Linked DNA regions of Zea mays: region 2 is linked to region 1. The links are chromatin contacts, called in public Hi-C maps. All regions are on one chromosome and are shown on one strand. Each heading gives the region's core, a stretch centred on a gene start, on an enhancer-like site or on the middle of the called end of the contact. The rest is flanking DNA. Distances are from core to core; before and after follow the strand shown. Region 1 holds the start of LOC100282871 (serine carboxypeptidase 1). Region 2 has its middle 91 kb from the start of LOC100285165.

Region 1 (7,827 bases), core at 1,878-4,377:
TGTCCATGCCTTATGAGTGTGTATATGATAGTAGAAACCATTCAGAAGTCAATCAATGAGATGTGTGAGTTGATGTTGCATTCATATAGGGCCTCACAAATATGGATACTTCTGAAGGCTATGAGCCTATGAAAACTTATTGCACTTTTTTTATTTTTGCTAAGAAAAAACAAAGGCTTCTGAAGTTATGGACTTTGCAGTTAACCAATAATATAACAATGAATAAATATACTTCAAATATTTGAGAAAATATGATCACATTATGTATGCTATTTTTACTCTCTATCTCTACAACTACATAAAATATATCATCAGCAAGGGGAAGACCCCGCGACATTGCAATCATCCGGATTTTGGTTCACTTTCTTAGGTGTACATATAATATGTGAAATTGAACTCAACAGTAAATGATGGTTTGATGAACATAATTTAATGTTAGCATATTAATATTTTCAGGGAAAAGATACTTGGGCCCCTAGGGCTCACTAGTGAGCTGAAGGACAAGAGAAAGGTTCGCCTTGTAAGCACCCGCCCCCCTGATAGTCCCGAGGCACGAGTCGAGCCGAGCCAGCTCGAGCTCGGTCAAGCCGAGCTAGCTCGATATCCACTCCTATCCTTTGTAGTTACTTCAGGGGAAGTAACCACAAATGGGCCACTGACGTGTAGGGCCGCACTGGATCTAGCTCCACACATCAGTGAACATAACTGCAGAAGAATTGTTTCCCCAAAATTCTACGACCAGGTCCGCTATCGTCATGCACCAGCGGAGGAAGGAAGAAGAGGCATTCGTGCAGTGGTAAGAGTGGTGAGCCGGGTGCAGTAAAGATCGAAGAGCACGAGACGACACAGGTAAACCCACATTTTGGCGAGTGGAGGCACTACTCGCTCAATTTTCTGATTCTATTTGACCTCTATTTTATTTACTCTAGCTATAAAAATATATTAATTAGTAGGTTAATATTTAGATCTCTATTTAGATATTAGACTTTGTTTAGGAGGTGTTTGGTTTGAGGAATCATTCCATCTAAAATAAGATGGTGTATTATGAGTCTAGTCCTCTAATTTGTTTGATTTTATTCCTTATATTTGGTTGATTTCATTCCTCATATTAGTACTGATTAACTAACTATAAAAAATGAGCTAATGATAGATCGACTTATTATATTATATAAATCAAATAGAATAAAAATAAAAAAAAGAAAATAATAGACTAGCTTATTTCTTAAATCAAACACGTCTTTCTTGCGACAAGAGAAGGGCGGTGGGAAGGTCGAGAAGAGGCCATGATAGCGCGCGAGGCGGACTGAGGGAGGCAGACAGCCTGCGAGAACAAAAGCGAACTTGGTAGAGTAGCAGCGCACCGAGCCCGCCAGAGTTTCGGCAGGCAGATATATTTTCAGGAGTACTGTATAATATAGGACGATTACTCCGTATAGCATTAATTAATGTTATATTCCTCGCAAAACGATATAGAAGTTGTAGTATGGACTTTGGCTGGCCACCCACCCCAATTTTTTTGCATTTTGGTCCTTTCTCAGAAACAAAATTACGTTTAGACCCTAAAAAATTTTAATGTCATTTTTGGACCCTTTGTTCGGCGCTATAGGCTATGACGCCGAGGTAACACAGCTCGGCGCCATGTACTATGGCGCCGAGGTACGTGCTGCGCTAGCACAAACGGACGTCGTGGCACCGACGTGGCACCGAGCTTGGTGCCATATCTTGGCGCGGAGCTCAATTGTGTACACAAAGTCTGTCTAGCTCAGTCGGTAGAGTGCAAGGCTCTTAACCTTGTGGCTGTGGGTTTTGAGCCCTATAGTGGGTGTTTAATATTTTTTGTCTTTGTCACTGATTTATTTTTTGTTGTCTAGATTTTTCGTTTATGTCGTTGATTTGTCCGTCAAGATTTTTTTTTTGTTTTGTTTTTTTGACTAATTTGTTTATTCGTCCATATATTTTTTTTGTTTATCTCGCGAGCACAGCGGTTGTGTGTCACAGTGGCCGCAAGCTGTCAACTCCCTCCCTTGTTTGCTCAGCTAACCACAATAAAAATCAAATGAGAACACTCTTACTTCAATCATGACCACATAAGAAGAAGCACACATATTCATCTTTTTCCCTCTGCACTAAATAAAAGTATACTCCATTATATACTTGTCTCATGGATGATATATTTTAGAATTTACTGCATAAATTACTCCACTAGGTGATACTTAATTCCATTCCCTCCATTTACCATAACATTTTTCAAACAAATTTAAGTTTTTCAAGTGGACAAAATACTTTGTGAGCTTGTGTTTGTGTGTAGTGGGTACAGTCCCTCACTTTTATATTTAATTTACATACTACTAAACTAAACAGTATAGTTAATCCGCGAATTTAATTAACCTTTCCATTCAATGCTGAGTCCCATCAAAGGAACGATGCATAGATCTAACCATGCTATTATTTTGCAGGTCACTTTTTGATTGACAAAGAGAAACATAATTGTTATTCCTATGCTAATCTTCAAATTGCATTTCCAAAAGAAATTTTAAACATTATAGTCCATTTGCTGTTTAGTTTGATTTTCCTAGGTGTAGGTTAGCTGAGCAAACAAGGGAGGAAGTTGACAGCTCGCGGCCACTGTGGCACACAACCGCTGTGCTCGCGGGATAAACAAAAAAACATATGGACGAATAAACAAATCAGTCAAAAAACAAAAAAAAATATGGATAAGAAATAAATCTAGACGGACAAATCAGCGACATAAACGAAAAATCTGGACAACAAAAAATAAATTAGTGACAAAGACAAAAAATATTAAATGCCCATCGTAGGGCTTGAACCCACGACCACAAGGTTAAGAGTCTTGCGCTCTACCGACTGAGCTAGAGTGCTAGACAGACGAGCTCGGTGCCACGTCGACGCTACGACGTCCGTTTGTGCCAGCACAGCACGTACCTTGACACCATAACCTATGACGCCGAGCTGTGTTACCTCGGTGCCATAGCCTATTGCGCTGAGCAAAGGGTCTAAAAATAATATTAAAATTTTTTAGAGTCTAAACCTGATTTTTTTTTTCCGAGCAAGGGCCAAAATGCAAAAAAATTCGCCACCCACCTCCCGTCCCGTCTTGAACCATCCACACGAACACAACAGCACAGCCTCTCTCTCCTCTACTAGACTTGTTTTTTCCGTTCATCCATCCATACGTTTCGTTTGTTCCACCTGCGCAACTGCGACGGGGATAAGTACGTCTTCCAGATGACGACGGCGGCATGGCCGCGGCCACGCTTCCTCGTCCTCCCCCAGCCTGGATTCCTCCGCTCGGTCTGCCACGGCCTCTGCGCCCGCTGTCTCTTCTGCTTCCTGCTGCTCCTCGCCTTCGCCTGCAGCTCCAGCTCCGGACGGGTGGTGGTCACCAGCTTGCCTGGCTTCGACGGCGACCTCCCCTTCCACCTCGAAACAGGGTGCGCGTGCCCGCGTGGCGTGTCTACTAGTAGTATCCTCCTTCTTCTTCTTCATTCATTCATCCTGGTGGTGTACTACTAGACTACTACTAGTAGCTCACGCGCGCGGCACATGTAGATGTAGCCTCTAACCACCGTTGCTGCCCTGAAACTCAAAACGAAGGTACGTGGAGGTGGAGGAGGACGCCGGCGTGGAGCTCTTCTACTACTTCGTCCAGGCCGAGTCCGGCGCCGCCGCCGCCGCCGATGACACCCCTTTCCTCTTCTGGCTCACCGGCGGCGACCGCTGCTCCGTCTTCAGCGGCCTCGCCTACGAGATCGGTACGCCAAGTATTTGGATGATGCATGGAGTTGGAGTGAGCGATTTTGATTTGCCTTGTGTGAAAAATAAGATGCTGGATGCTCTCTCTCGCCTCGCAGGTCCCATCAGATTCGTCCTGGAACCCTACAACGGCACCCTGCCGCGCCTGCGATACAACCACAACTCGTGGTCAAAGGTAAAACAAATCTCCCTTGTTTCTTTACACCTCTACCGACACGATACGAATACGATACGCAACTCTCTCTCTCTCTCTCTCTTCCCTTTCCTTTCGTTTGACACACAGACACAGTACAGCTACAGTTATTATATTAATGTATAAGAGAAACTATTATACTAACACAGTTTTGTGTGTGACACTGTCGTGCGTACGAGTCGTGAACCTCATAAATTGCAATAATACCCCCAGCTTTATCCTTTGCCTTTTCTATCCAACATGTGTATATGTAAATCCTACACCCCCGGTTATTTTTTTGCTGGTGATCCATCGCTGTTGTCCGACCTGTTAACTTTCCATGTCCAACGAAATGATTGCGTAAACAATTTTGTGAAGGTTGCGCCGATATTTTGACATGAATAAGTGGGTCGGCGTGAATAAAATAGTCTATAGACATGATGCACGTGCTCTATTTTCTACTATCTTTTACTAGCTGATTCGATTAGTTTGCTGGGGCGGTCGCTGTCCGTATTAACAAAATATAACAACCGCTCCTAAGGCTATGTTTGGATCCATGTGTCAAAAGCATCTTGTCCTCTAAACAAACTGACTAATAAATTGGCGAATTGGTAGCCGGATGGCTGTGTCATTTGACCTTGCTAATATGTGCTAATAGATCGTATAAATAGAAAAGACATCTATTAACCAAGATTTAAAACGTATCCTGTCTAATTGTTGTTAGCTAATTGTTTGCCGGCTAATTGTCAGCCACCAGCAAACAATTAGGCCGCGAGGATCGGAACAGGCCTAAGATGACTGCTTTCTAACACAGTCGGATGTCCTAAGCCAGACACTTCGAAGGCGTGCATTCTAGAAATTGTTTAATAGAAATGGGTGCTCTAAGGGCCCGCCTGTAGATTTTTTTTTGAAATAAGTGGCAAAAGCTTTGCCACGCAAATATATTGAAAGAGGGAATAATACAAACTTTGCATTACACAAGTTAACAGCAAAAGCCCTCCTAAACCAGTGCATACACCAGCAAAACTAAGTGCACCACTTTAAAGAACCGATTTGCAAAAGCATGCTACATTTAGGACCAGAAAAAAAACTCGAGGCTCGCGAGCCGGTTCGAGCTCGGGGCAGAATGGTTCGTGAGCCTCAAGCGAGCCGAGCTGAGCCGAGCCAGGTTTTCGAGCTCGTTGACCATCGAGCCGATCCAACACGTTCTGGCTCGCGAGCTTTGTCAAATTAATCAATCTATAAAATAATGATGGATACTAGATAATTTTATTTATAATGTTAAATGTGATTATATTTTTCACATTTATATATTATTAAATCACTATATAATACAATATAATTTATCAAGACGCGGTTCGCGAGCCGACTTCGAGCCAAGTCGATTCCTTCAACTCGTTGAGTAGTCGAGCCGAACTAAGCTGAGCTCGGTCAACCAGTGAGCCGCACCGAGTCGAGCCGAACCGAGGTCGGCTCGACTCGTTTCCTGCCCTAGCTACGGCTGAAAATTTCCCATTAAACTAAGCTTCCCCGTGTATTATTTAATTCAGTTGTTGCGTTCAGACCACTAGCATCCAAACGAGTGAGCCAAACGAGTGAGGAAGAGATGCTCTGCTTTCAAAAACTTCCTTCACCGAGAAGGCCACTTGCTTTCCTGTAGAAATACATAAAACAAAGCTGTAGATTTTGAAATATTAAGAGTGCAGTGCAGGCCCTTAGAAATTTCAAAGCTGAGCGAGAGTGATTAGGTTCGTCGTAATTAAGTTGGGAGCTTGGTTCAGGTGATGAAAGCGCTAGTTTCCACTGTTTTCCCATATTTATTAAATTGTAAAAAAGCCAAAATTTTGCACAAATGCGTATTTGAGCTGTGGTTGTTGGCTCCAAATCAACATCCACACTTACCTAACCAACAGAACACATGTGTCTTTATCTTTTATTATGTATACTCAAGCATAAATAGAAACTATAACAACGTACAGACATCTAACTACTATATACATAGGCTAGCACTATTTGTCAACTAGGGTGAAGCTTCACCCTAACCAGTAATTTTACAGTAAGCGCTATTTGTCAACTAGGGTGAAGCTTCACCCTAACCGCGCGCGATAGATCCACGATCCGCACCTCCCGTGAGTCTAGTTACTCAGTAATTTTACAGTAATCACTCATTAATTTTACAACATTGTTTGGTAATTTCTCAATGACCCATTAATTTCATTTTACACACCGAGAAAAAGAACAACAATAGCTACATAGTGATTATCTAGTACTCAGTAATTTTACAGTAATCACTCAGTAATTTTGCAACATTTGTTCAGTAATTTCTCAATCAACCAGTAATTTCATTTACACACAGTCTTGTAGTAAGTATCTAGTTACTTAGTAATTTTACAGTAATCGCTCAATAATTTCACAACATTTGTTCAGTAATTTATCTGCTTACTGACTCCGTGAAACAAAGTATGGTATCGGATCATCGGATCCATGATTAGATGTCTGTATCAGATCCTTCTATGTTAGTGGTGAAATAGGACTAGGTGTATACCCCCATTGACTAGTCTGGTGATAAAAGATGGAAATCACTCCTCAAATGGTGATATTTACTGACGAGAATTATTAGCAAAAACTAGAGAAGTATTTAACTGGTTATGCAGGGTAGCTGGTGGATTCAATACTAACATTATTTCTCTTGATACATGCTTGATCATGTTTCAGTCTAGTGGAGTAGGAGCATTTGATTGGATTGTTGAATCACTCACTCTGTATGCAGGTGTCACATATCCTCTTCGTCGATTCACCGGTTGGAGCTGGATTTTCCTTCTCGAGAGATCCCAAAGGCTACGATGTCGGAGACATCTCGGCCTCACTGCAGCTACAGGAATTCCTCATCAAGGTGCTGTCCATCAATCCAACTAGCTAGACATATATACCAATGCCACAAACCCATTCGGATAACGTTAGATGCAAATCTTTTAACGTTTATTTATGCTGTTTGCTTATACATATTCCGTGGATGTCCAGTGGTTCAGTGATCATCCCGAGTACCTCGCGAATCCTTTCTACATTGGCGGGGACTCCTATGTCGGAAAAATCGTGCCGTTCCTCGGGCAGATGATTTCAGAAGGTATTGATCGGTCTGTTCGCCACAAAAGAAAAAAAAAGTAACAGTCAGTTCGGTTTGGCAAATATCCATCATTTACGGCGATTGCGGTGTCTCTCTTTAAAATGATTCAAGTACTGATGGTCGGCTACTTGTGCTTCAGGTATTGAACTTGGAAGAAGACCCTTCCCTAACCTCAAGGTATGTCCATCATACATTTCTCTCCGGAATGGAAGATGCTATATCGACGTGGGATACTAGCTAGTCTATATCCAAGAAATTAATTGTAGTCGGTCACTTAGGCTGATGATATGCAGGTTCTGAATTTGTCATGATCAGGGCTATCTGGTGGGTAACCCAATCACGGGCGAAAGTATAGATTTCACTTCCAGAGTGCCCTACGCTCATGGAGTCGGTATCATATCAGATCAATTGTATGAGGTATTAACTACCTAGCTCTGCCACTCCCATCTGCGTACAATAGTTTTATATGCTGTGTTATTTGCATTTTTTAGACGATATTGGGGCATTGCCAAGGAGAGGACTACACTAGTCCTGCAAACGCTCTGTGTGCTCAGGCTCTGGACACTTTCAACAATGTAAGCTTCTCCGGCCTCCCAAATATGTATGCTAGCGAAGCTAAGTACCTGCAAATACACGGCCTGACGCCTTGATCGATGCAGCTCATCAACGAAGTCCAGAACGCCCAGATCTTACTGGACACGTGCGTCTACGCGTCTCCTGCGCCAAACGTTCTCAGCAGACCGGTGGACGGTGGTAG
Region 2 (7,827 bases), core at 3,742-6,241, 190 kb before region 1:
CCTGGTGATCTTCCTTCTTGTCGTTGTCGTGAGCCCTGCCACCCTCCGCGGGTGGCCCGGCCCTGTGGAAGTGACACCGAAGCATGGCGCACTCCTCAAGGGTGTGCTTGACGGGCCCCTGGTGATAGGGGCACGGCTCCTTGAGCATCTTGTCGAAGAGGTTGGCACCTCCGGGGGGTTTCCGAGGGTTCTTGTACTCGGCGGCGGCAACAAGGTCCGCGTCGGCGGCGTCGTGTTTCGCTTGCGACTTCTTCTTGCCCTTCTTCTTGGCGCCGCACTGAGTTGACGCCTCGGGGGCATCTTCCGGTGGGCGCCCCTGGGGCTGCTTGTCCTTCCGGAAGATAGCCTCGACCGCCTCCTGGCCAGAGGCGAACTTGGTGGCGATGTCCATCAGCTCGCTCGCCCTGGTGGGGGTCTTGCGACCCAGCTTGCTCACCAGGTCGCGGCAGGTGGTGCCGGCGAGGAACGCGCCGATGACATCCGAGTCGGTGATGTTGGGCAGCTCAGTGCGCTGCTTCGAGAATCGTCGGATGTAGTCCCGGAGAGACTCTCCCGGCTGTTGTCGGCAGCTTCGGAGGTCCTAGGAATTCCCAGGGCGCACGTACGTGCCCTGGAAATTGTCGGCGAAGGCTTGGACCAGGTCGTCCCAGTTGGAGATCTGCCCCGGAGGCAGGTGCTCCAACCAGGCGCGAGCGATGTCGGAGAGGAACAGGGGGAGGTTGCGGATGATGAGGTTGTCATCGCCCGTTCCACCCAGTTGGCAGGCCAGCCGGTAGTCCGCGAGCCACAGCTCCGGTCTCGTCTCCCCCGAGTACTTGTGATGGTAGTCGGGGGTCGGAACCGGGTCGGGAACGGCGCCCGTCGTATGGCCCGGCTGAAGGCCTGCGGACCGGGTGGTTCGGGCGAGGGACTCCGATCCTCCCCGCTGTCGGAGTGTCCCCCACGCCTGGGGTGGTAGCCTCGGCGCACCCTCTCGTCGAGGTGGGCCCGACGGTCGCGGTGATGGTGCTCGTTGCTGAGGCGACCCGGGGCCACAGGCGCTGTGTCGCGCGTGCGCCCGGTGTGGACCGAGGCTTCCCGCATGAATCGGGAAGTCGCGGCATGATGTTCCGAGGGGTACCCCTGCCTTCGGGAGGCGGAGCTCTCGGCCCGTCGGACCGCGGCGCCTTCCAGGAGATTCTTGAGGTCTCCCTGGATTCGCCGCCCCTCAGTGGTTGATGGCTCTGGCATCGCACAGAGGAGCATTGCTGCTGCAGCCAGGTTCTGGCCGACCCCACTGGAAGCGGGTGGCGACCTCATCCTGACATCGTCGGCGATGCGGTGCTGGAAGCCCTGGGGTAGATGACGCATTTCTCCGGCCGGAGGTTGGCCCGCCCATTCCTGCCCGACGTCCCGGCGGATCGGCTCAAGCGCTCCTGCTCCCTCGTCGAGCCTGGCCTGCACCCCGCGGTTTTGCTCGAGCTGTGGGTCATGGCCCCCCGCCTTAACGGGGACCACAGCTAGCTCCCGTGGGATGTCAACGCGAGGCACCGGCCTAGGGAGATCACCGTCCTCCGGCATGCCGAGATGGTTGCCTTCGAAGGGACCCCCTAGATCGACGTGGAAACATTCGCGGCTTGGGCCGCAGTCCTCGTCGCCGAGGCTGCGGCTGTGGCAGAACCTCCAAGTTATTGGGCCCACATGCACCTGTCCTTGTCCCAAAGACCTTAGACAGCCATGCATGTGCACCAGATAACTCAACAGGATCTGTCCGATTGCCCCAAGGACATCGGATAAACCACTTTCAACCAGAACCGCGGGATTAAGTAACACAAATCACACACACCAATATTGTTGCAGCGGAAATCTTACTACCAAATTTTACAGGTTACAAAAATTTTACATTAGTTTATCGGAGTGATTACAAAAGTATAAGTTTGAAATATATGCTAGCTCAAGGGATCATCCTCAATAAGAAGTATAGAAGGGTTACTTAGACTTATAAGAAGGCCGAGCCCACCGGCACTTAACACCGTCAACAACAGCACAAAGTTAGAACCTGAAAAACAACAGGGAATAAAACCCTGAGTACGGAATTACTCAGCAAGACTTACCCGACTAAAGAAAAGACTCTCAAGGGTATGCTGGTTATGTGGGAGTCAAGGAGAGGCTTTAGCAAAAATCAACTTATATTTTTGTAGAAGTAGCTTACTAAAGTGAGTCCTTACTTTCAATCTTTTAACGCCATATTAAGTATTAATAGACTCTATTTGCATCTAGTCTAATTTCAACATCTCATCAATACAACATCCTTTTTATCCATAGTGTTCACATCCTGACTTTAGGTTGTAGAAAAGTGACCAAGTCTTCATAACCGCGAAGGTACGGCGATCCGAATTGATTATACTCAGCTGAGGATCTCCAATCACACGACATATGTAGCACTTAACCCTTGCATATGTCAACCCGCCACCGGGGTTCTTAAGACCAGATCAGGTTCACGCAAACCGAGAGCACAGATACACCACCGACCGGCCTCTTGCCACGGAGGGTACACGCTACTCTCGCCACCGCTCCACGCCCATTTCGTGTTATCTTATTCTGGCCTTAGTCTGCCCGAGGCAAGGCTTACCCATGACGAGGCATGTGACCAGTTAAAGGGTCCTCGGTCAGCACGCCTACATACGCATTAATCCTTAACCAACCTGGGTAGAACATCACCTGTTCCTAACCCAAGTCTCAATTTAAGTATTTCCATCCTTAGGATTGTGTCTGTTCCTTAGGATGAAAGAGCATCACAGGGAACTTTGCAGTAAGATCCCACTATTGCTCCAAATGAAAATATTCTTGCAGGTAGAAGCCATCCTCTCCCGGGTTAGACTGAGGACAACCTCTATCCACAAGGTCTAAGCAAGGCTAAGCATTTTTGTAAATCATAATTTTGATACTTCACAGAAGTATCTATAAAGGTATGGATATCAAGGAAAGCAATGCATCAAAGGGTTCCAAGCAACTCCTATGAACCTAATGCATATTTCACTAGACTTAAAGTGTGCGAAAAGTATTTAAAAACACAAGGAAAGGGGTTGCATGCACCGGGGCTTGCCTGAGTAACACTAGGTTAGTGTTGTTAGATGACGTCCACTTGACGATCAGCCTTTATTTCGATACTCGCTCCATTGTCCATCAGCTTCATCCTGTGGATTAGCCCGCGCTTGGGGTCGACTTGGCTCTTCTTCCGCATCACGCGATTAATTAACGTACCTGAATGAAATGCATTATGCATATAAATGCATATAAGGAACAATAACACCAGACTTTACGATGCTACGCAAAGAGAAATAACCTACTTAATGACGAGATATTGCGGACACTAGCTATCGATATATTGTTACCTACGACAATCATGCTCTTCTAACCTAGCTAAACAGTCGAGGTAGCAATCAACATCCATTCTAAGCATGAACTCGATCAACACATAAAATACCATACCTAGTCTAGAGAACACACTAAACGGCTTATAATTTTAACTTCAAAATTCTCGGGCACCTAACACTTATAAAATTTGATAGAAGAACTTTCATTACTTTCTAAGCTAATTTACCGGTTAACCTGTGTATCATATATATTAATAACACTTTTCATTTTTAATACCTACAGTTCCGCAATACTGAGATCTATTGAGACCTCTTTTATCCTACGACATCGACCAATTTACCAAAGCGACCCAGACAATTTAATAAATATTTTACCTAGTCAAACCATCCATCAATCCGCTAATACGAATAACAAATTTGCTTACCTTGACTAATTCGACGCAATAGTCGCAAGCACGGCTACGAGTTCCGGTAGACGTCACCCAGGGGCCTTCTTTTCTTCGGTAATCAATTGCTGAAGATCTTTTTCTCGACTGAATAATTCTGACGAGTCGAACTTGAGTCGCGCAGGATGTCCGAGATTTTTGTCGCGCACTTGGTGAATACCACACTGCTGGCTCCGTCTTCACCCGCCTCTTGAGATTTCTTGCTGACGCGCGGAACGACGGCGACACAGGAGGGTGACGTATATAGAGCTACACACGCGACGCAATGACGAACGACGCTAACCGGCGGAATCGACGACACGATGAGAATTAAGGCCAAGCGAGCCGAGAGGGCGCACCGGCGAGCAGGAAACCATGCGAGTACAAGACAGGGAAAACGACGGTGCTGTCGCACATAGTGCGAAGGCGAACGACGCGACGATGAGGACCTAGGATGGACGACGCACGACACGCAGCATTTCATCGTGTCCAGCGCGCACATCACGGACTTGATATGGACTGCGAGCAATTTCGCGCGCACGACAAGGCGACGGAGGCGAACTGAACAGGGAGCTTCGCGGCCGCACGCGCAGAAACAACGGAACGCTACAACCGCGACGTAAAGGCGAGCAGGACGCGAACTGGACAGAACCAGGCAGCCGGACTTGGGCAGGGGCGCGAGATCCACGGCACACAGGGGAGCTGGAGCGGGAGGAGGGAGACGACCGAGCAGAGGGAGACCCAGCGCGTCCTCCCGGCCGTCGGCTGAGCTGGGGCTCCAAGGCGCCATGGGAACGCCGCCATGGAAGCTTGGAGAGAGGGGCACCGAACGAGCAGAGGACGGTGCGTGTCCAGCGACGAACTCAGAGAAGCCACGGCGCTGGGAGAGGCAGAGGATGCGCAGAGGAGAACCCTGTGCGCGTAGAAGAAGAAGACTTGGGCGATGGCTGAGGAGGAAGAAGCTCTACGCTCAGCTGGAAGATTAAGTCGGCAAGCAAAAAATCCCAGAGGAAGCCTACGCGCGCTGGAAAGAAGATAAGAGAGCAGAGATGGACGCGAGCGCAGGGATAAGAACAATGCTGCAAAAAGATCTGATGGGGAGGGCGGTCAGGAAAAGAAAAAAATCAACAGGGCACGGTAGATAGGGATGGAGATCGGCTGAGAATAGCGGCTTGAAGATGAGGCCAACCAGGAGGATACAGATTTCAGCCTACAGAGAAGACAAGAAAGAGATATTTGCAGCGATGTGCGTAGAAAAATTAAAGATAGTGGATAAGGCTGATTGCCTGGGAATCAGATGAGAGATGAGGCTGAGGGAGTACGACAGCGAGAAGGAGATTTTTTTCTTTAAAGAATTTCATAGATATTTTATCTCACGATTTTATTTTGCAATGTATACTAGGCCGACAGTACTGACTACATATTTCATTATCCGAATCACAAAGCAGAAATTTAGAGGAATAACGGCTCTAGTTAAATCTTGTTTGGATAATTTTCGTAACCATTCTGGGTACGATGTAAACGGACTGAACCAGAGTACATCGAATTCGACCATTTACCCTGCGACTGATCCCGATTTTTAGCGCTGAATAAAGGATCGACACGCCACACAAATACACATGACATGCTTCGGATTTAGCGAACCACTTTAATCGCTAATTACTTATATCCGAAGATTCGGATCCGGCAAGAAACCACGGGCCGAATAAGACTGATTTCGTTTTCGGTAATTTGTTCTGTGGGATTCGACTAAAATTAGTCGAAACCAGATCCGCAAGGTATACGTGATTTTGTCGTCGAAACAGTGTGCTGAAGAATTAATTGGATTACAACCTCGCGCACGCTTTTTCTCAGACAACGCGCGATACAAATTATTTTGCCCCGAATATTTTAGTTGTCAAGTTCAAACTAATTTGTCCGAGGATAAAAATTATCCGAATAAATCGACCTTCCGAATTCGTATTCGTGCGAGCGACGAATTTTAAATAATCATCGGACGCACCGATTTTTGGAACGACTGTATTCCGAACATCACGAAAATTTCGGAAGAGCCCGGATGGATAAAAATAAACGACGTCGCACTCGCGACAGACGACACCGATGCGATATAAAAATTGCGATAGGAGAAAATAATTAGACCTTAGTGTCTGTCTTATTCACTGATATCACGTGCTTAAATCTGTACTCGCTATCGAGCGGAATATAAACACCTGGGGTGTTACAGCGGCTACCGTCGGAACAGTCGGAAAGGCAGTAGTCGCATGCGGTCATGAAGTCCCGCATGGCACTGGGGTTGCCAAGTCCAGAGAAATCCCAACAGAAGTCGGGCGCGTCGTCTTCCTCGGACCCAGAGGGCTCGTAGGTCGAGACGTCCGTCAGCCGGTCCCAAGGTGACCGCATACGAAACCCCAGAGGGTTTGGACTCGCCTCTATGAGAGCGCCCGCCAAAGCGAAGTCACTTGGCGGGTCGAGGCTGAATCCAGGGGGCGTGAGATGGGAATCGGTCGGTACCTCTTGGTCGACGGGCGGTGATGAAGTCATGTCGGGGACTGACCGCACCGTCATCTCAGGTACGAGGGTGACGTCCAGCAAGCCTTTCGCGAGCGTGCTGGCGTCGTCCGTTTGATCGGAATCGGCGCGTTGCGGGGAGACAGCGCTCGTCTTCGTCTCAAATGCTAGGTCGATGCCCGACGCGCCCCCCGTTGGGGTGCTGGCGCCGTCGACTCGCTCGACAGCCGACGAGGCGCTGCCTCCTGCTTGGCCTTGGTTGCCCCGCCTCCTCCTCCGTCGGCGGGGGAGAGGACGGGGTGAGCTCGAATGTTGTTCTTCCACCACGCGGGGAAGACGTCGTCGATTCCGCCGCCGGCGGGCGGGCTGTCGGCCGCCATTGTCGGTGTCGCACGGCGGGGGAAGGAGTATCATGTCGTAGCTGCCGTCGAGGGACATGAACTCAAGACTCCCGAAATGGAGCACCGTCCCGGGCCAGAGAGGTTGCTGGAGACTGCCCATCTGGAGCTTGACGGGAAGCTGTTCGTCAACACGCAGCAGGCCCCTACCTGGCGCGCCAACTGTCGGCGTTTCGAGACCGGGGGGTCCCTGGGCCGACGAGTGAAATGTCGCCGCGTGCTCCAGCCCAGATGGGTCGGCGCGAGGCCGAGCGCGAAGGGGGGAGAAAGGTGGCCGGAGACGGGCGTGAGAGAGGTGGAAATCTCGCGGCCTTCGTGTTCGTTCCACACCCAGGTCGGGTGCACTTGCAGTAGGGGATAACAAGCGTCCACGCGGGAGAGGGAGCGAGCGGCCTCAACCGAGCGCCTGTCTCGTCCTCGTCCCCGCGCGGCCAACCCCCTCTAAGAGGGCCCTGGTCCTTCCTTTTATAGGCGTAAGGAGAGGATCCAGGTGTACAATGGGAGGTGTAGCAGAGTGCTACGTGTCTAGCGGAGGAGAGCTAGCGCCCTGAGTACACGCCATCGTGGCGGCCGGAGAGGTTTTGGCGCCCGGTTCGTGTGATGTCGTGGCCGTCGGAGGAGCGCTGGAGCCTGGCGGAGGGACAGCTGTCGGGGCTGTCGAGTCCTTGCTGACGTCCTCTTGCTTCCGTAAGGGGGCGGAGAGCTGCCGTCGTCAGGGAGCGTGCGGGGCGCCATCATTGCTTATCTAGCAGAGCGAGCCAGATGGGACGCCGGTCTTGTTCCCCGTAGCCTGAGTCAGCTTGGGGCAGGGTAATTATGGCGCCTCCCGTTGACGTGGCCGGCCCGCGCCCTAGGTTGGGCGATGTGGAGGCTCCTCCGAGGTCGAGGTCGAGTCTGTCTTCCGTTGCCGTGGTCGAGTCCGAGCCCCTCGGTCGGGCGAGGCGGAGACCGTCGGCTGAGGCTAGGGCTGAGTCCGAGCCCTGGGGTCGGGCAAAGCGGAATTCGTCGTCTTCTGGGGTTGAGCCCGAGTCCGAGCCCTGGGTTGGGCGGAGCGGAGTTCGCCGTCTTCAGGGGCTGAGCCCAAGTCCGAGCCCTGGGTCGGGCGGAGCGGAGTTCGCCGTCTTCCAGGGCTTAGCCCAA

The links. Hi-C and Micro-C count contacts between places; a contact is called where the count stands out from the background.
Region 2: a contact with region 1 is called in a Hi-C map of leaf, with 6 times the contacts expected there. The contact joins the enhancer-like site here to the promoter of LOC100282871 in region 1. A contact is called at or near these places in 3 of 25 Hi-C or Micro-C datasets (bundle sheath and leaf).

Annotation. Positions count from the first base shown.
Region 1 is chr7:40,373,504-40,381,330 of Zm-B73-REFERENCE-NAM-5.0, reverse strand. LOC100282871 (serine carboxypeptidase 1) reads left to right here and starts at 3,127. Exons shown (of 14, transcript NR_178076.1): 1 at 3,127-3,452; 2 at 3,616-3,773; 3 at 3,873-3,949; 4 at 6,717-6,839; 5 at 6,968-7,070; 6 at 7,210-7,247; 7 at 7,386-7,487; 8 at 7,562-7,645; 9 at 7,730-7,827.
Region 2 is chr7:40,564,110-40,571,936 of Zm-B73-REFERENCE-NAM-5.0, reverse strand. No RefSeq gene overlaps it. Among protein-coding and RNA genes, the nearest start is that of LOC100285165, 91 kb to the left of the region's middle. Within about 2 kb of position 4,991, at least 8 of the 20 cell types and tissues checked have an H3K27ac peak or open chromatin away from gene starts, as enhancers often do. A contact at or near this core is called in bundle sheath and leaf, where this site is marked.